Regions from separate parts of the Oryctolagus cuniculus genome. Here region 2 is linked to region 1. A link is a contact called in public Micro-C data. All regions are on one chromosome and are shown on one strand. The core of a region is the stretch at or near the end of the contact, and the rest is flanking DNA. Distances in the headings are between cores, read along the strand shown.

Region 1 (2,700 bases), core at 171-2,670:
TTTCATTTATACATTTTAATGTAAAATTAAATATTAAAGGTTTATTTTACTGATAATGCAATGCATTCTAAAGTTTTAAAGGTAGTATGTGCTAGGCACACATTGATTCATGCAATCTTCCCAATTCTATTACATTTCCATTTCACAGATGTGGAAAGCAGAGGATGATTAAGTAACTTTCTCAAAGTTACACAGCTAAGCTACAGCTGGGATTTGTATCTTTCAACCTGGCTCCAAATCTGTAATCTGAAACATCACTTTATATTTATTACTTCTCAAAAAACTGAAATATTTGTATTTCAATATCACATGAAATGAAAAATCCATATTTTGCTGTACACCATATCAAAGTGTTCCTCTGTCCTGAGTCATGGAGAGACCACCAGGCTGGAACTAAGTTGGCACAGCCCATGTCAGGGCAGTGTATTTTAATCCCTGGTCAAGCAAATCTGGAGGAAATAAACTTATCACCTCAACCTTTTATACAAAATATTTCTAAAATGTTTAAATTAAAATTTATGTTTGTGAAAGACAGAGATTTTTACCTCTGCTGGTTCACTCTCCAAATGCCTGCAACTGTTCTGGTTGGGCCAGGCAGAAGCCAGGGCCAGGAATTCAATCTGGGTCTCTCATGTGGGTAGCAAATACCCAATTAGTTGAGCCATCACCTGCTGCCTCCTACGGTGCACACTAGCAGGAAGCTGGAACTGGGAACAGAGCCAGGCTTCAAACCTAGGCACTCTAATGCAAGATGCAGGCACCCCCGAGTGATGTCTCAACCAGTGTGTTTGAGATCAGCCTTATTAAGGGTAAGGAATGGAGAGGAGTTGAATGGAACTTGCATTTCCGGAACACCTACTACATGAGTTATCGTATCTCATTTAGCCTCATCACAACTCTATGCTTAGCCAAATGCTGAAGACTTGGAAGCTGAGAAGCAGGTGAAAGGACTGTATTTTCTCCATATTCTTGCTGTAGATTTTGCAAATGCTCCAGCAATAACTCCCAGTAGAGCTGATTTACAACCTGGGCCAACAGCAAGTGCCCAGAAAAACCTCTCAGAACAGAACTGCCAAGCCCTTACTGGAAATGCAATGGGGTGGAGACCGTACCATTTCCGGCATTTCTCTTGGGGAAGGTGGAGTCCTTAGCTGTGAGAAATGGCTGGTGAGCCCGTGAGTGGGGTGGGGCAGCTGGACCAGCCTGGAGCCTGGCACGGGGAGGTCTGGTTTATGCAGGCTTTTGCTTTGCTGGGCTGGTGTGCAAGGCTCGAGAGGGACTCCTTCAGGACAAGAGAGGATGAGCTGCCACCAGCGGGTGCTCTGCACAGGACAGCGCTTGACCTTCCCTTCCAAACCAACCGCCAAAGACTGGCAAATCGCCAGTCTCCCAGGGCAACTACGTTAGCCTGGGCTCCCCCCACCCCGCCTCTGCCTGGCAGCCCTCCTTCCTCCGCCCACCTGCCCCAGGGAGGCCTCTTCCCCACCGCAGACAGCCCCTCTCTGTGGGTCGTAAAGAGTGAAGGAACCACATTGCCCGCAGCGGCGTTCTATCTCTAAGCACTTTGGAAGTTACTGTGTCTATAAATGGAGGTCATTTAGGGATTTTATGTGACTTTCGCTTGGCATAAATCTTTTCCGTTCTTAATAACATGCTACTGTCAATTGTTTTCCTGAGGAGAAAACAGCAAGCCTCCACATAGGGCAATTCCAGCAGGCTTTGCGTCTTTTGTCTTTGTAACTTTCAGAGTGACAGCTATATAGCCGAAAAATCAAATTTCCATGTAATAATGTACTTGTGAGCCTAAATTAATGCGAAATGTGTTTTGTAAAACAAAATCCGCTTTTTACAGTGAAATAATTCAGGATGCTGTAAAAATAATGGTTGGCGGTCTGTCTCCCACACCCTAGAAGGAAGAAATGAGGGAAGAGAAGGGGTTTCTGGAGGGTGGGGGGCAGAGAAGAGGAAGAGGAAGAGGAAGAGGAAGGAGAAGGCGGCGAGGGAGGTGGATGAGGTTGATGCGCGCGGACAGAGGCGGAACAGGTGCTGAGGCGTGTGCCCGCGGTGAAGCTGGGCCCTGGCTGCTGGTGCTGTCAGAGTTTTCCTTAACGGTGAGGCAGGGCGTGAAGCGAGCGATCAAGGAAAACTGTCAGAAACTGCTTCGTCCGCCATTTTCCCTCAGGGCGCGCGCACACACACACACCTGTTCACTCACACACACACACACACACGCACGCACGCACGCCTTCTGTCCCCGCAGTTAAAACTGCAAAGAGCAGGCTCCCATCACTTCTGCTCACAAGGTGTGCGCGCACCTCCGTCTGCCGTGCTGGTGCTGTCGGCGTGTTTCCTAGCTTTCCCCACATCATATGCTCACGCAGCCCTGGCGGATGCCGCCCTGGCTCGGCCCCAAGGAGCAAGGCTCGTCTCTGTTTTGGAATTTGTGGTAATCCATAGGTTACTGTAATTTTATATTTTTAGAATGTATTTTTGTACTTTAAAAATAGTTCATTTAATGCTATTTATTTGAAAGACAGCATGTCTCACACATACATACACATACATGCACACACACACACACACACACAGAATCTTCCATCCTCTAGTCACTCCCCAAATGCCCACAAGAGCCAGGGCTGAGCCAGGCTGAAATCAGGAGCCCAGAACTCCACGGGGATCTTTCACATGGGTGGCAGGGAC
Region 2 (2,700 bases), core at 187-2,686, 220 kb before region 1:
TTATTTGTAACTTTAAAATAACAAAACTTAATAACTGATCCGTGGAGAAAAGCAATGGAAAGACCTCTGGACCATCTGGGCCCACAGTTCACTGTCTGCTGATCTTTCACTGACTGAGTTTATTTCACACAAAGCCCAGGGGCAAGAGGGAACGCAATTCACATTGTGGTTTAATATGAAAGCTAAATAGAGTTGCACATTTCATCTGATATGATTATAAGACACACATGAACTTACGCCCCATTAAAAACATGCTGGCAATTAAACTTTCTGAACAGCAAAACTGTATGCTTGCCATCAGCATGACATAAACCAAAAACTAACTTGGAAGTATTCAACTGCATTTTAAAAAATATTTAAAAACCCACCCTCAGGGTTCTGCGTTATGGCACAGCCCGAAGGTGGCACCCTGTACCACAGTGCCCGGGATCAAATCTTGGCTACTCCACGTTTCTGATCCTGCAGGAGTTTCCTCTGGTTTTCCCATGTGGCTGCAGAGGCCCAAGGACCTGGGCCATCTTCTACTGCTTTCCCAGGCCACAGCAGAGAGCTAGATTGGAAGTGGAGCAGCCGGGACTCGAACCGGTGGCGCCCATATAGGATGCCGGCACTGCCCGCAGCGGCTTTACCCGCGAAGCCACAGCGCCGGCCCCCAAGTAAGTTTTTTAAAAATAAAACCAACCTCAGACATCACTAACAGCCCGTCAGCGGGCGGTGTGTTGGGGGTGGGGTGGGGTCACCACGGACCCCCACGGAGCCACCCAGAACCGGGGCAGCCAGCGAGCCCCGCCAGGTGCACTGTCGACCAGGCTTCAGCCGGCAACAGCCCGCAGCTGGCCCCGCCGAGGAGCCGGAGCCAGGTTTCCCCGCCGGGCCGCGCGTCGTCCTTGGACTCAGATCAAGTTCATTTTGCGCAGACTTTTATTTACACTTCCAACAGAGCGGCGCGCGCGGACGCACGGCCGCCTCAGCACCCCACGCCGTACCGAGGATGAGCAGGCAACGGGGCGCACACCGGTCCCTTCCCGCCCCCGGCCCCGCGGCGGCCTCTCGGCGCTGCTCCCTCCCCTCCCCGGGCAGCCCGCGGGACAGCCTGCGGCCGGCGGGGAGACCAGGGGGCGGCGACGCGCGAGGAGCGCCTCAGCCTCCCGCCTCCGCTCCCCGTTCCCTACGCCGCCTTCCTCACCGCGGCTTCGCCTCTCCCCGCCTTCCCGGCCTCTCGCTCTGCCTCGCCTTCCCCTCGCCTCTTCCCTCATCTTTCCCTCAGCCCCAGCCCACCGGAGCCACGATGGCGTCTCCCCGGCTCGGTCCTGAGGAGAACGAAGCTCCGGTTCCCGCCGTGGGCTCAGTTCCCACGCTTCCCTAGGCAGAGGCATCTCCCCCGCCCCGGGGGCTAGTCCCGAGGACGACTAAGTTCTGGCCCGCGTAGTGCGAGAGGAAACAACCGCCCACGCAACGATGGCGCGTCCCTCCCGGGTCCGAGAGGGCGGGCTGGACGCCCCCTGGCGGCCGCGGGGCGCAGCGCCGGAGCGCCGAGCGCCGTCTGCGCAGTGGCCGGGCGCCCCCTTGCGGCAGTTCTGGTGATCCTGAAATTCACTGTTACTATTCCAAGCCCTGACTGGAGGGAGATTCAGAGAGAGATCTCACCCACTACCCCGTGCGTTGTTCGGAATGGATGGAAATAACATGAATTAAAGTACATGGCCAGCAAGTGCTCGGGCCCCGCACCCCAGGGGAGACCGGGAGAAGCACCTGGCTCCTGCCTTCGGATCAGCGCGGTGCGCCGACCGTGGCGGCCATTGGAGGGTGAACCAACGGCAAAAGGAAGACCTTCCTCTCTGTCTCTCCCTCTCACTGTCCACTCTGCCTGTCAGAAAAAAAAAAAAAGTACATGGCCAGTAGACAAAGTCATTTGATCAGTAATAATCTTTAAGAGGAATTGAAATTTGAAAACTAGAATATGAAAAATTTAAAAAGCAATACCGTTAACAATTGTTTTGCCTAAAACCAGAGTATAGATATGTATTTGGAAAACCTTGAAGCACTGTTGAAAGAAATCAAACGAAATATAAATCAAGGCAGATATATATTATTCAGGACTGGCAGACTCAATGTTATTAAGATGAAAATTCTCTCAAATTTGACATAGAAATTCAGTGAAACTCCAAATTCCTAGAAAACCATTTCAAATTCTAGAACAGATAACATTTTTTCCTGAAGAAGTCCAACCATGAAGAACTAGCACATCTGGATCCTTGGATCCCAACAGTTAACCTGGACCACCAGCAATTAAGGAAATGGTAGTGAGAAGACAGAGAGATGGATAAATGGAGATGAACTGACAGCCCCAAATAGGCCAAATTGCAGTCAACTGATGGTCAAAAGAGCAAAGGCAACTCAATGGAGAAAGGAATGTCTGTTCCACAATTAGTGATGGGACAGTTGGAAACCACATGGAAAAAAGTAAACACAGACACACACCTTATAACTTATACAAGAATTCATTCAAAATGGCCCATATACTTATATTCAAAATGTGAAACTATAAGAAATCTAGACTAAAATGGCTATGAACAGATGTTTCATGACAAGTTTCTAGATGCAAGTCCAAAAGCCAATTTAAAAGAAAATAAATGATAACACAGACCTTGTTAGAATAAAAAGTCTACTCTGTGGGGGCAGGTTCTATGGATCAGTGGG

The links. Hi-C and Micro-C count contacts between places; a contact is called where the count stands out from the background.
Region 2: a contact with region 1 is called in a Micro-C map of ear pinna, with 4 times the contacts expected there. The contact joins the promoter of ZNF395 here to the enhancer-like site in region 1. A contact is called at or near these places in 2 of 6 Hi-C or Micro-C datasets (ear pinna and an unstated tissue).

Annotation. Positions count from the first base shown.
Region 1 is chr2:45,530,676-45,533,375 of mOryCun1.1, reverse strand. No RefSeq gene overlaps it. Among named protein-coding and RNA genes, the nearest start is that of EXTL3, 18 kb to the right of the region's middle. Within about 2 kb of position 1,420, at least 1 of the 8 cell types and tissues checked has an H3K27ac peak or open chromatin away from gene starts, as enhancers often do. A contact at or near this core is called in ear pinna, where this site is marked.
Region 2 is chr2:45,748,356-45,751,055 of mOryCun1.1, reverse strand. ZNF395 (zinc finger protein 395) reads right to left here and starts at 1,436. Exons shown (of 11, transcript XM_051831753.2): 1 at 1,279-1,436.